Regions from separate parts of the Mus musculus genome. Here all the other regions are linked to region 1. A link is a contact called in public Hi-C, HiChIP or PLAC-seq and Micro-C data. All regions are on one chromosome and are shown on one strand. The core of a region is the stretch at or near the end of the contact, and the rest is flanking DNA. Distances in the headings are between cores, read along the strand shown. Region 1 holds the start of Mtmr14 (myotubularin related protein 14). Region 2 holds the start of Creld1 (cysteine-rich with EGF-like domains 1). Region 3 overlaps Setd5 (SET domain containing 5). Region 4 holds the start of Jagn1 (jagunal homolog 1).

Region 1 (3,477 bases), core at 908-3,407:
ACAGTAACTGTTGCTTTAGGTTACTATTATAGCATTAACACATTATGTTCTTTTAACACCAAAAAATCTTTTTTTCTGTTCTACAGCCCCAGAAACTCCAGTTGAAGCTCCAGTCAGCTGGGCACGATGGTGCACATCTACAATCTTATTACATGGGATGTTGAGGCAGGAGGATGCCGAGTTCAGTGTGTGCGTGCATGTGTGTGTGTATATTTATATATGAATTACTATATATCTCAAGACCATGTCTCAACAACACCTACAAAAATAAAGAAGCTCTAGTCAGCAAAATCAGTAAAAGCTGCAGACAGTTGTCTCTTTACATACCATCTGCTTATAAAACTAAAGGCAAGGCTCCCTTCTAAAATTAATCCTTTTGTTCACAGTTCAGTGAAAAGCCCACTGGAAGAAAAGCTTACCGCCTGTAACACATCAAGAACTTTGCAAGAGATCATGAAGCCTGGAGCAGTATTAAGACCAGTTGTGGTGAGAGTAAGGTTTAACTTGTAAAACTCTAATCTTCACAGACATTCAGAGGGCAGTGAGATCCATCAAAATCACACACCTCCTATAACCACTCAAAAGATTGCCCTCGAAGTCAGCTGTGGTGGCTCACACGTGTATGTAGTCCTTGGGAGGCTAAGGCAGGAGGATTATTAGTTACAAGCCATCCTGGGATAATGACTGTGAAACCAAGCCAGGGCCACAGACAAAAAACCACGCCTCAACACACACCAAGGCTGGTGATGTAGCTCAGCTGGTAGAATGCCGGTCTGGCATGCATAAAAACCTGTGTTCAATCTCCAGCACCACAGAAACCAAGCATGAGGGTAAACACCTGTAACCCCATCACCTAGGAAGTGGAGACAGAAGGACAGGAGTGCATGACTGGCCTTGGTTGGGATAACGCATTTAAGGCTTTTCTGAACATACAGTACAAATTCTAGGGTCTGCCTCCCCAGACATTGTGCTTTAAGAGAATCTAAGACCAGAAATCTTTGTGTTTAACAAGAGCTCCAAATGATGCCAATTATAATCTGAAAGGTACTTAATTGTCTGGTCCGATAATACCACATTAGTGATCTTTCTTAGGTTGTTACTTCAGAGATTAATAGAAGATGTCTCAGCCCCTAGGTAACCTCTGGGGCCAAACCAGTTTTATGGCCCAGCACAGAGACCAACGCCAATGTGTAATGCCACACTGGGAAAGAGAAAGGGCCGGGTCTATCAGTGCTGAGGTCAGTATGCCTCGACCAGATCAGCAGCTCTCTTTTCAGGCCTGGTGACTAGGGCAGAGGGAAATTCCCGGGGTGGGGGGACAACGGACAGAGACTTCTGATAAAAGGAACAGAAAGGGAATGTGGGTTCTCTTCTTGCTCTACAGGAAAGGAAAGGGAAGGGCCTAAGTCATGCTGGTACCTTATAAGGAGGTGACACACTCCGCTGTTCTCTGGGCTCCATAATGTCACACTACTCCAGACTTCTACTCTGATCTCTGGTCCAGAGGAGTCTCTTCCCCATTTTTACTTAGATTTTAGGGGTTTTGTTTTTTGTTTTGAATCTGTTGGTAACCCCTCCTAGGCTCACGAAGGGTAGCGTTCCTATTGTCTAACCTTTGCACCTGGCCCACAACTCCGACCCTTGACCTCCAAACCCCTGTTAAAGCAACCCCCCACCCCAAAACCCACAAGGAGCTTCGGTCCTCCTCTTTGGTGTAAAGCCGGATCCTTACTCTCTGAGTCCATATCCTGGATAAGTTCCTCTCCCGTGCCTCCCCAAGGAGGTCTCATTCCAGCTCTCCTCCCATCCCGAACCACAGTCTTCCCTCGGTAACTCAGGCCAGGGACCAGTTCAGGTCGTTGCACCTTTGGGGCTCACCTTAGAGCCGCTCTTCCCGCCGCTGTCCTTGGCACGGTACTGAGTCCGGGAGAACTCCTCCAGCAGCTCCCAGAGCCCGGGCTCCTGAGGCGGCGGGCTGCCCGACGAGGCGGTGGAACCCGCCGAGGCGGCGGCGGCGGCCCGAGCACCCGCCATGCACAGCCTCGAGTCCCCTCAGGGCGCCTTCCCCCAGCCCATGGCACCTGAAGCTCGGACTCCGGCTCTAAAACCTCCTGAACCGACTCAGCCGCCGCCTTCTTCTTCCACTTCCGGCCCCGCCCCACCTCTCCGGATGTTTACTCCCGCCGCAGCCAATCAGAGCCCGGGGTTCGTGCCCGGCCCACAGGTCCCCGGCCCACCCCTGACGCGGAGGGATCCAAGTGGCCTCACGGCGGGGGCCGCGCTCCGCCCAAGGGGTTTCCCCGGGGGAAGCCGGGCTAAACCACCGCGGCTGCGGGGAGGGGAAAGGCGGGAACCATTGGCAACAAGAGAGGAAGGAACCGCCGGAGGCCTGAGTTAGTGCTGGCAGCAAGAAGACGAGAGCTGCAAGAATCAAAACAGCATTTCAAACAGCACTTCTCCACTGCTCTTATGGACGTCCCTGCCAATATAGCGTGGACCATCATCCTATTTATTTAAAAAGATTTTCTAGCTGGTGTCAGTAGGCAAACGCCAGAGGATGAAGCGTGAGAATCAGGCATTTGAGACTAGCCCAGACCACACCTTAATTTTTTAAAAATGTTTAAAAAAGTGTAGATAATAATGTTCCTTCATTTTCCTATCAGCTGCTTTCATCATAAATCAACACGTGCCAATCTCCTGCTCAGTTCTTCCCTGTCTAGGGAGTTGTTTGTGTATTGGGCTGGTGTTTGTTGTTTGATGTAGGTAATTATTTGTGGTATAGCCAAGGCTGGCCTTGAACTCCTGACTCACCTGCCTCCACTTTCTGGGTGCTGAGAATCTCAAATATCAGTCCCAAATTCCTAGAATTGTTAGTCTCAGAAGATGTGTGTACTATCTACCCCCAAGTATTGATGTTTAGAGAGAAGGTGTTAAGGCCTCCTTCAGTATTGTATATCTGAGGGAGAATTGCTCATTTGGCCATCAGTCAGACAGTTGATTAAGCTATAACTTATGTCGAAAGAAAACTCTCAAAATGAAATTGATGCTGTGAAAACATAGTAAGTTAACATAGTGCCTAAAAGTACTCATTTTCTTAGATTTGTAAAGAAATCTAAGGAAAACACAAACCACAACCCCTGCTGACTGTCAGTCACTCTTCATGCTCAACTAGGTCCTGTCCTGAATTCTAATACTGGAAATTAGTTTTCCCTTTTGGCGATGGTCAAATAGAATCAAAATATGCATTTTTTAAAAAAATTATTATTTAGTCTCGTCTTCTAAACTGTGATGATTATTCTTGCTTCCCAACTTGGGGAAAGGACTCTTCAGTTGAGTAATTGCCTCCACCTGGTTGGCCTCTGAGCATGTCTGTGGGGCCTTTTCTTGATTGCTAATTGATGCAGAGGGAGGTATCCACTTTGGAGAGGTGGTCCTGGGTTGTAGAATAAAGCAGGCTGAGAGAGTTACAGGGATCAA
Region 2 (3,451 bases), core at 893-3,392, 250 kb before region 1:
CCCCTGCTCATGGCCTCTCTGCAGTTAGAAAACACCTGCAGCTGAGCAGTGGGGGCACACGCCTGTAATCCCAGCACTTGGGAGGCAGAGGCAGGCGGATTTCTGAGTTCGAGGCCAGCCTGGTCTACATAGTGAGTTCCAGGACAGCCAGGGCTACACAGAGAAACCCTGTCTCGAAAAACCAAAATAAGAAAAAAAAAAAAAAGAAAACACCTGCACACCTCACCCAGTCAATAGTACTCTCTCTCGTGCTCCATAAGGAATCTATCATGTCAACTGATGATCTCCAAAGGATGCTCAGATTTCAACTAGCTCTGTATGCACCACTGAATGTCTTGCTAGTCCATGCTGCCTTTATACCTAGACTAAAGAAGCCCCTCTCCCCACTCCCTAGCTGCTCTCCCCACTCCCTCCATGCTCCCCTGGCTTCTTGTACTTTGTGAGTGTGAGTGATCTCTTCACTTAAGACCTGGAGAGATGGCTCAGCAATTATTCAGTTCCCACCACAGACATAGTGGCTCCCAATTCCTCTAACTCCAGTTCCAGGAAATCCAGTGTCCTTTCTGGCCTCCCATTCAGGACATCTAAACTCCTCTCTAGAACCTTCTGCTCACTCTGCTCCAGCCACCTTTGGGAGAAACAGAAGGTCGGCCCCCCTACTGTTCAAACGGACCATCCTGAACACATCCCACCCACCTGTGGTCTACCCACATTCTTGTTCTTCACCTGACAGGTTGTGTGTACTGTTTGTGTCTACTCTACTAAAAAAGCAAGTTTCTCGAAGATGGGGCTTGGTTTCCTTATCTGCTGTACTGTAAATGTTCAGGATCTGGGGAGCGAAATGCTTCCGCAGAGAATCTATCCAACATCATCAACAGAAACCCAGAGTTGGGGTAGATACCCTGCCCCCACCTTCTTACCTGTCTTTGTATTTGGACAACTTCTCTTCCTCCCAGGCCGTGTTTCCACCCCCGAAGTTGTCCCGGATGGTTCTCTCCAGGCCCTGCATATGGAAGAAATTAGGAATATCTAAGTACAGAGCTAGACACATTCATTTGGATTTTTTATTAGTTTGTTTTTTGTTTTGTTGTTGTTTCTGAAACAAGGTTTCTCTGCATAGTCCTGGCTGTCCTGGAACTTGGTCTGTAGACCAGGATGCCCTGGAACTCAGAGATCCACCTGCCTCTGCCTCCCCAGTGCTGGGACTAAAGGAATGTGCCGGCACTCCCGGCCTAACATTCTAACATTTCATTATTTTATGTTATTGACCAGAAAACTGAGGCACTGTGACACACCTTACCCAAATGCCATACAGTTAAAGCCAGCAACCCACACTGGGACTAGACACCATGCAGATTTGCAGAGAGAGCTCCCTGCTCTCCAATAATGGGCCCCTCCCTCGTGGCTATTAGTGCACCCACCTTGTTGAAGTTGTCCACCAGTGCCCGGCAGGTATGACACGGATGGGGCTCAGCTCGGGGAGAAGGATGGGGAGGAGGAGAGGGTTGGAGCCAGACAGGTCCTGGGAGGCTCAGAAACAGGCTCAAGCACCAGAGCAGAGATGGGACCAGGCCCCTTGGGGGCAGTGGAGCCATCTTTTCCCAGGCTGGGGACGTGCAGATAGAGGGCAGGGGGAGGGTTCACTGGAGAAGCCAGGCTGTAAGGGAGGAAAGCGAGGCGCCTTGGGGCTCAGAGCCCCAGACCTACGTAATTACAAAACGAGGATAAACTGGGGTAGTGGAAGCAGAGGCGCTGGAAGGGGTGAAAGAGCCTAATCTACGATTCCAGCAGAGAAATTATTTCTCCGTTACCGTAGGGGGAGGTGGCCGGGATCGCGGGCAAAAGAATAAGCGTCAGCCCATTGTTTTAGGGTCTCAGTGAGTTATTAGGGGCCAAAATTAGAGAGAGGGTTGGATCCCAAAATATTCCGAGAGAAAGGCGGATGGGCGGTCCTGGAGGAGGAGCCCGGATCCGGATATGAAGAGAAGGGGTCAAGTTCAGAGCCTCTTTGGGAGATGGAGGCACAGCCTGAAACAGGACTGGGAGGATCCAAACCCTGCTAGACCTTAGAGGAGGAGGGAAAAAAAAAAAAAAAAAGTCCCCGCCTCCGCCCCGGGCGCTGTGGGCCGAGTCGCCTCAAAGCCACCGCCTCCGTAAAAAGTACACCCTTCTTCAACGCCGCAGTCCGGAGGGCGGGGCCTTCTCCCAGCCAATTATGGAAAGCCATGTGCCATGGCGTCACCCTACACTAGCCAACCAGAAGCGGCTCCGGGCTGCACCTGTCCGGGCTTTAAAGGGCAGCGGGGTTAAAGGCTCTGTTAGCGGGTCCTCGGAACAGATACACGAGTGCTACTTGGTTAGGAATACTGTATCGGCTTTTATTCTAGTGTAGTGCAGGGTCCCAGGTCCCATTCCTCGCAGCAGCCTGGGGCTTCCGAGCTAGAAGTACAGCTGTCCAGGGCGGACCGCAGCGCCTGGGTCACTCGTTCCACCCGGTCCGCGGGTCGCCCCGCGGAAGTGGAGCAGCCTCCCTGCAGTGCATCCAGGAAAGCCGGCAGCTGCGAGGGCAGGGAGAAGAGCGGGGCGACGCGGAACGGGGAGGGCACAGAGTCTGGGTGCAGCAGCCCGTCGAAGTAGACCCCGACGTAGCGGCCGGTCGCCCGGCCTTGCAGGAAATCGGGTAGCACGCAGCTGAGCCAGGCGGCGAGGGCGTCATGCGGCCCGGGCTCCACTGTCTGGAGCTGCAGCCACTGCTGACACTGCGCCACGGCCGCGGGCGAGAAGAGAAGGATTACCACGCCACCCTCCTGCAGGATACGGCGTCGCTGGTGGTGGAACCAGGCTAGGGCTCCGTGCGCGCTCAGCTCGCGGCGGCTCCACAGGTCCACGGCCACGCGCAGTGGCATCTGGCTCAACGCGGACGCCAGTGCTCCCACCAGACGCTCGTAGCCCGCTCCGTCGGCGGAGTGGAGGAGCAAGGCCGTGCGGGAGCCACGGGCCGCTACAGGGATAGTGGAGCCTGTGAGGGTGAGCCCGGACCTGCCTTCCCTCCACCCAATTGAGCCCCAGCGCCACTGTTTGAGACTGTCCTTGGGAAACCAGGACAGGAAAGCACTCACCTTTCCTGCGGTCCTTTTTTAGAAGGAGGAAGAAGAAAAGCGCCGCAGCCAAGAGTAGGCAGGCCAGCCATACTAGGACCCAGCGCCTGTGGATGTCTGGAATAGACAGGGGAAAATAATGGGCTAGTAAGAAACCTTTATCTTTTACTCCACCTTATCGGAGGAGAAAAAAAATGAGTCTATATACATGAAGTGATCTGCCCCAAAGTCGCATTTGTCAGAGCCCACGCACTGAAAAAGCTCCATGTGTCTCTGTGACCTGCCTCCGTTTCCATGCCTGTAAATATGGACAACAGCATCAAGTGCATTCAGATTGCAGCTGATATTGCCCC
Region 3 (3,193 bases), core at 326-2,825, 140 kb after region 1:
ACCAGAACACAAATTATGGCAGGGATTAAAAAACAAAACTTTTTTTTTAAACCACTGCTGTAGTTCCAATGATTAAATACTATGCCTGACATATCAAGAGGAATCAAGAAATGTTTACTGAGTGATCCCATCATAGTAACCAAGTTCAACATTTACTAAAATTCAAAATATAACAAATGAAAAGGATTTGGGGCAGTCACCTTTGAGGTCCCCCAATTATCTGCGAGTAGCTCTGAAACCCTAGAAAAGGCTGAGACACAGTTTAATATATGAAGAAACATTGATGTGCTCAAAAAGTGGAACACTACAGATTAATAATTTTATTTCTGTATTACTTGTTACTTTCCATTTACATCTAACACAAAATAACTAAGGGAGGGAAGGAAATGGCCTTGGTTTCCAAGGTGATGAGATACTGCCCTTCTCTTCCCTTCTATCAAAACTGTTCCCCTCAGGATTCTCAAGTTTTTCTTGTCTTTCCATGGGGGTTCCAAACTCAGTAACTTTTACATTTCTGTTTTGTTTTGTTTGTTTTTAAGCAATTGCTATAGCCCACATCAGACTTAAACTTGTATCCTCCTTGGCTGACCCTCCCAAGTGCTATTATTGGCACACACCACCACATGGGGCACAGACCTCTTTTCATCAAATACCAGATTTACTTTGGATACAGGCCTAGCAAAACATATTAAATGATGACTCCTTTCTTTTCCCCATTCCATTCCTTATAAAAACTGGGGGCAGGGGGAATCGGTTCTACCTGGGGTCAATTCCATCAACTTACTATATCCCCAAAAGGAAAGGAAAATAGAGAACCTATTAAATTTGGGGAAAGAGAATGAAGAAAGGGAAGAGTAGGTGATCAGAATTTCTTAAATTCATGTTTTTATTTCACAAAGTCAAATATAGTACTGACCAAAATGAGCTCTCAATATCCAAAATAATAACAGGTCATAAACATGGAAGAAAGCTGTTCACAAGTCACCATCCATTAGAAGGCATGCCCTTTACATTTATGTGTGTGGGTGTGGGCGTGCGCATGTTTCCAATTTTTAAAAATCTGGAAAACAAAGTAATCTTTAGAAAAATATTTTCAAAAGTATATTCACAATTTTGAAGTGAAAAAAAAAAAGGTTTGAAGGTGACAGTAAAAAGAAGAAATAAAATAGTCAAGTATTCAGCAGCAGCAAGTAAGAGGAAGGACAGAGGCAAAGTAAAAATATAGTTTCACTCTGCCATCAATTATCAACCCACCAGATCTACAAAATACCGGATCCACTAACAAACCCAGCCTGTCTTCCAATACTGAGCACTCTTTTGAGAGTTACCATTTATATGTAGTTTCTAGACTTTTAAGATTTCAGAAGAAATGTATCAGACAGGTGAGGCGGAAGCAGCTGGGAGACAAGAGACCAGTAAACAGTCAACCCAATGAAAGAAACGCACAAGTCAGCTTTAGCAATCCTGTGAAGAGGACTGGCAGGAAGAAGAGTGCAGCTTTAGAAAGAGAACAGGCCTCGTATGCTTCAGACAGTCTTTGTACTGAGGCTGTGGACCTTGGCCACTCTCCCAGAGATGATGCAATCCTGATGAACAAGATCTGCTGCCAGACAAGCGATTGTTAGCAGCCTTTGCAGACAGCAACTCAGCCAAGAAGCAATCTCTGAGCAGCTCCCCATAAGCCACCAGAATGTCAAATTTCTTCCATTTCAGTCTCTGATAAAATAAAGGGAATATCCCTACCCCACGCATCCCAAGCCCTTTTCTTAGAGAGCCCTTTGTCTTCCCTGCTTTCCTTTAACTGTGTTTAAAGTCTCCACCACTCATAATTATATTTCAAATGAAACACCAAAAATATTTTTACTCTGATGAGCAGAATTCTCTAAACATATTAACGATAAGGCCTTTACAGTAAAAATTTATACTAATTTTCCTCAGTTTCCCAAGAAAAACCTGGGACACAATAGTTTCTTGTATAAAAACTGTTATGAAATCTGATACTCAATTATGACTCACAAAAATAAAGATAAATATTTAGACTAATCTAGGGTCAGAGAGGTATATTTTGAATTCTGAAATTACATGGAACTCAGTACATAAAACAATGTCATCTAGGAGAGAAAAAAGAAAATCTACTCTAGCTTAGGTCAAGATAAACATTAACAAAGTGTCTTTACAATGTTAGGTACAACGCCTCCTTTTCTAGGGGCAGCATGACTTCAGATCTTACTAGAGTTAATGATTATAATCCATTTACTTAGACTCCAGCTTAAATATACATTCAATTTAAAAATCTTCCCTAGAATTGTCATCATAGGCCCAATTTCTTTTCAGTTTAGGTACTGGGTTTTTCATATACAATATTGTTTCTCACCTTGTTAAAGACTTAGGTTAGGGAACTTCAACTACAGGAAGCCTCAAACCAAATTTCTTTTTAAAACCACCATCCTTAAACTGGGACACAATTCAAGATTCAGGTTTCTTACACATATATATTACTGAAAGCATTATGTTCAACCCTGTATTTAGATAATGGAAATTAACACATATAGCACAGCTCTGAAAATTCTTTAGTAGGCTAATGAGTAACTGAATTAAGAGAGAAAATTTGTACAAAGAGATAATTTGGTAGGGTACTTGCCTGGCACCACAAAGCCCTGAGTTTTCTTAGCCTTGCACAAATTTGGCATGGTGTTATGAGGCTATCTATAATCCTAGGACTTTGGAGGTACAGGTAGAATTATCAGAATTCCAGGTTATTCTGGGTTACATATAGCAAATTTTGGGCAAATTTGGGATATGTGAGCCCTGTCTTAAAAAACAAAACAAAACAAAAACCCTTCAAAAAAATTGCAAAGGGGTTGGGGGAAAAATTGCAATTTTATGATTGGATCTTTCCGTCTGCATGTGAGTTGAATTTTCTCTTAAATCAGTTTTTCTTATGACTATAAAATTTAAAAGGGGGGATTGAGAGAGTAGGGCTGGGAGGAGAAGAGGGGAGGAAAAATAAATTAATGAAAAACTTTTTTTTTTTTTTTTAACAAAGTGGGAACTCTTATGAGGACTTTAAAATGATAAAGTCTTGCAGGGCGTGGTGGCACAGGCCTTTAATCCCAGCACTCCAGAGGCAGAGGCAGGCAGATCTCTGAGTTCGAGGCCACCCTGGTCTACAAAGTGAGTTCCAGGACAGTCA
Region 4 (3,655 bases), core at 541-3,040, 200 kb before region 1:
CACCCTTTGGTCCCAGGCCCTGGGGGAAAGGAAGGAAGTGCATGCTTGGGGACTGGTCCCACTGGATCTCTATCCTAACGTCCATGGCCGTCAGCACCCCTCCTTTCCCCAAGGTGAAATGGAGGGTGCTGTGGGGGCCTGCCCACTCCATGGCAGTGCCCTGAAGGAGTCAGACTACCATGGCATCGCAGGCCCAGAGGGCAGACATTTTTTCTAGTTTTTAATTGGGGTGTGGGAGGGTTTGGGGAGGTTTTCTATCACTGTGTTGTTTTTCTGCTGAGGGTGGAATATTCTGCCCTTTTAATCAAGGTGATTGTGATTTTGACTAATAAAAAGGACTTTATAATTGAAGAAAAAAAAAAAAAAGACTTGACTGCATTGAAACTCTTTGTAAACTTCATGTGACATCTTCCATAAAGATAGGGTCTACAGGTGGTGTCACACGCCTTTAATCTTATCAGGCAGAGGTAGGTGGGTCTCTGAGTTTGATGCCAGCCTGGTCTACAAAGTGAGTTCCAAGAAAGCCTGGAATTACAAGGAGAAACCCCATCTCGAAAAACCACTAAAGGAAGGACAGAGGCAGGTGAGGGAAAGAAAGACTCAGTGCAGAACACAATACAGACAGGATGGATAGATAGCCTGTAAGAGTTTATCAAACAAATAAAGGAACGTAGAAAGATCTCCTTATATGGACGTATTCCTAAACCTCAGGATGGACAGGGTCACCTTTTACCACCCACATCCAGACAGCCCCAAGTTTAGCAGCCACCACACTCCTATGCTGTGCCTTTACACAAACGACTTGCTAATTCCTCACCAAAACCTAAAAATCATGAAATTTTCTCCCTCTAAAAATGTGAAAACTGAGACTCCAATTGGAAATAACCCGAGTTGGAGCTGGAGAGTAGGCTCGCTGCAGTGGAGGCGGTTTGGGTTCATGAACCACAACTCTAGCTTCCAAAATCACTTCTGACGTGTGGTTAGAGACATGGCTTGCCACCTTTCTGGGCTTGGCTCTCAGCACCAACCTCGGGTAGACTCCAAATGCCATGTGTAACTCCAGCTCCAACGCCCTCTACTGGATTCTGCGAGCAGTTGCTCTCACGTGCACAAATACACACACACACACACACACACACGAAATTAAAAATAAAAATCTTTAAAAATGTTAAGGAGTTCTCAGGCCAAGTGCATCCCTGAAAAGCCAGAAGCACTCAGGAGACTAAAGAGAAGGCTGTGAGTTCGAGATCAGCCTGGACGCTACCGTGGGATCTAGACTTGAAAAAGAAAAGTGGCAGTGGCGTTCCCAAGGTCACCCAGGGGGCCAGCACCGAACCACGAGCCTGTGCAGGCTGGATCCCCTCAAAGAATAAGTCGGACCAAGGTGGGCCACGGGGTTTCCCCGGCCTGGAAACAGAGCAGAGGTCGTTAGAGCAGGGGACCTGGCGGGTACACGACAACTGGCTGGGGGGCGACAGCGTGAGGACCACTGGCGTCGCTTCTTCCCAGGATCTGCAGGCTCCGCCGGGAAAGGCCTCGGTACGCCTGGCTCACCTCGTACCTCATCTGGTAGTGCATGGCGACGCGCTCCCGGTGCTGAAAGTCGCTGCCGTCGGTGCCGGCCGCTCGCGGGCCTGCCCGAGACGCCATTGTACAGAACTAAGGCCCCTAACGCCGACCCTCTGCTCACACACCCAGCCAAGCACCCTGCGAACCCCTTCCCTGCTACCTCGGCCCGGCTTTCACTACACGGCGTGGAGCTCCGGGAGAACTTCCGGCCTCTCTATCCTGGGAGGACTGACTCTGTGGTTCCTTCTTCGCGCATGCGTTCTTGGCCTTTCTGAGGTTCTTTGCCAGAGTAGAGCGATTGCGGAATTAACAGTCCCTAGAAATGGTTCACTGACCTGCCCAGAGATCCCATCGTGCAGAACCGAACCCCAGGCCGCTGATGCCGAGCAACCAAGCCCCCAGCAAACCCCTTTTAACTTCATTTAAAGCATTTAAAATAATTACTTGTGTATGGGTGTTTTGTCTGTCTGTCTATGCACCACGTGTGGTTTTTGTGCCTGCAGAGGCTGGAAGAGGACATAGGATAGATTTGCTAGCTATACTGTGAGTGCTGGGATTTAAACCTAGTTCTATTGACCTCTTAACGGCTGACCCAGACCTTAAGTTGTAATTCTTGAGACAGGGCTTCATGTGCTTCATGCTGGCCTCGAACTCTTGACGGTCTTTTTTGCTTCAATCTCCCAAGGCGTGATTATAGTCTTAAACCATACCTAACTAGACTTGGCATCTTTGCCCAGTGGCTTGTTGCACATCTATATTTCCTGAAGCTCCACACAACCTTGGGGTTAGGGTCCAGAGCAAAGACGTTATACAACGAAAAGTATAGGGTGGTCAATGCTGAGAGGCGTCACTCAGAGGCTGAAGCAGTAAAGAGGCATCTCTTCCTCCCTGCAATGCTCTCCATAGTCTGAGACCCTGCGTCCTGAGGGCTAACTGGAACAAAGATGGCTGTGAATATTTGTAATCTCCTCAACGTGAAAGGTGGAGGCAGGAACAGGAGGAGTTCATTGAGGCCAGCCTGGCCTGTGTTGAACGTTTGCCAATAAATTAATTAAATAATTAATAACTGGAGAGTTATTAACAGTGGTTAAGAGTACCTACTGTTTTTGCTAAGGACCCAGATTGTTTGTTTTATTGAGACAGAGTCTCACTATGTCCTGGCATTTGCTATGTGGGTAGCCTTGAACTCACAGAGTGTTCTCCTTGCCGGATGTGTTATACAGCGAATGCATGTCGGGTGCCAGGGGAAGTCAGGAGAGGCCGTCAAACCCCCAAATGCCCTGGAACTGGAGCGCTTGTTGTGAGCTACCATGCAGGCTCTGGAAATCCAACTCAGGTCCTTTTCAAGAACAATCGCTCTTAGCCACTGATCCATCTCACCACCCCTTTGGGGTTTGGCTCCCAACACCTACAGCTCACAACTCACTGAAACTCCAGTTCCAGAGTCTCTAGCACCCTCTTCTGGCCTAGGTGGGCACTGCATTCATACTGTATACAGACCTACACGCAGGTCAAATACCCAAACACACATAAGATTTTTTTAAATTGATTTTTATTTTTTAAGGCAAACAAATGGCTGTACTGGGCATAGGAGTGTATGCCTGTGATCACAGCACTTGGGAAGTTGAAGCATGAGTTTGAGGTCAGCCTAGGCAATACAGTAAGATCTCTTCTACCTACCTACCTACCTACCTACCTACCTACCTACCTACCTACCTATCTGAACATATCTAGTTGCTGTATGGAGACTGGGCTGGAGGGGAGAAAGGTGAAGTCTACTTCAGTAGCAGAAGCAAGAAATAACCCAGTGGCTTTAGAGCTGAACTTGGAAGATCTTAGAGTTGAAATATGGCTGAGGCACCCTGCCAGAGCCGAGGCTGCCAGCAGTGTCCTCAGGGTAATTCAGAGAGCTGTGGGGCCTGCCAGCCTGGGCCTGCTCACCTTCAGAGTCTATGCAGCACCCCAAAAGGACTCACCTCACAAAAATTACATGAAGTTCTATGATCTTTCAGCTTGCTCAGCTCCTGGGGCGGTCTCAATGTAAGGAGGAGCCAAGGATGCATCGTGAAGGAACTATCTCACAGCT

What was found. Hi-C and Micro-C count contacts between places; a contact is called where the count stands out from the background. HiChIP or PLAC-seq counts read pairs in DNA pulled down with a chosen protein or histone mark.
Region 2: a Hi-C map of regulatory T cells shows a contact between it and region 1, with 6 times the contacts expected there. The contact joins the promoter of Creld1 here to the promoter of Mtmr14 in region 1. A contact is called at or near these places in 4 of 39 promoter capture datasets (the C10 cell line, hippocampal neurons, liver and 1 more), 9 of 484 Hi-C or Micro-C datasets (CD4 T cells, CD8 T cells, LSK cells and 4 more), 6 of 115 datasets of contacts at active chromatin or transcription factors (embryonic stem cells, memory CD8 T cells and microglia) and 3 of 9 other capture datasets (adipose tissue, liver and pancreatic islet).
Region 3: an H3K4me3 HiChIP or PLAC-seq map of bone marrow-derived macrophages shows a contact between it and region 1, with 2.6 times the contacts expected there. The contact joins the enhancer-like site here to the promoter of Mtmr14 in region 1. A contact is called at or near these places in 5 of 39 promoter capture datasets (the C10 cell line, the HPC-7 cell line, HPC-7-derived erythroid cells and 3 more), 2 of 484 Hi-C or Micro-C datasets (the AML12 cell line and embryonic fibroblasts), 2 of 115 datasets of contacts at active chromatin or transcription factors (bone marrow-derived macrophages and embryonic stem cells) and 4 of 9 other capture datasets (adipose tissue, liver, macrophages and 1 more).
Region 4: a Micro-C map of embryonic stem cells shows a contact between it and region 1, with 3 times the contacts expected there. The contact joins the promoter of Jagn1 here to the promoter of Mtmr14 in region 1. A contact is called at or near these places in 5 of 39 promoter capture datasets (the C10 cell line, embryonic stem cells, fetal liver and 2 more), 5 of 484 Hi-C or Micro-C datasets (CD4 T cells, embryonic stem cells, erythroblasts and 2 more), 5 of 115 datasets of contacts at active chromatin or transcription factors (embryonic stem cells, memory CD8 T cells and pancreatic cancer cells) and 2 of 9 other capture datasets (adipose tissue and pancreatic islet).

What each region holds. Positions count from the first base shown.
Region 1 is chr6:113,236,523-113,239,999 of GRCm38.p6, reverse strand. It overlaps Mtmr14 (myotubularin related protein 14), which reads right to left and starts at 2,157. Exons shown (of 19, transcript NM_026849.2): 1 at 1,879-2,157. The coding sequence starts at 2,034.
Region 2 is chr6:113,482,047-113,485,497 of GRCm38.p6, reverse strand. It overlaps Creld1 (cysteine-rich with EGF-like domains 1), which reads right to left and starts at 2,142. Exons shown (of 10, transcript NM_133930.2): 1 at 1,422-2,142; 2 at 921-1,003. The coding sequence starts at 1,595. It overlaps Il17rc (interleukin 17 receptor C), which reads right to left. Exons shown (of 18, transcript NM_178942.1): 17 at 3,120-3,215; 18 at 2,335-3,001. The coding sequence ends at 2,379.
Region 3 is chr6:113,098,188-113,101,380 of GRCm38.p6, reverse strand. The region is part of intron 1 of Setd5 (SET domain containing 5); the gene reads right to left. Among named protein-coding and RNA genes, the nearest start is that of Setd5, 22 kb to the right of the region's middle. Within about 2 kb of position 1,575, at least 266 of the 459 cell types and tissues checked have an H3K27ac peak or open chromatin away from gene starts, as enhancers often do. A contact at or near this core is called in the AML12 cell line, the HPC-7 cell line, adipose tissue and 7 more, where this site is marked.
Region 4 is chr6:113,440,704-113,444,358 of GRCm38.p6, reverse strand. It overlaps Jagn1 (jagunal homolog 1), which reads right to left and starts at 1,790. Exons shown (of 2, transcript NM_026365.3): 1 at 1,562-1,790. The coding sequence starts at 1,650.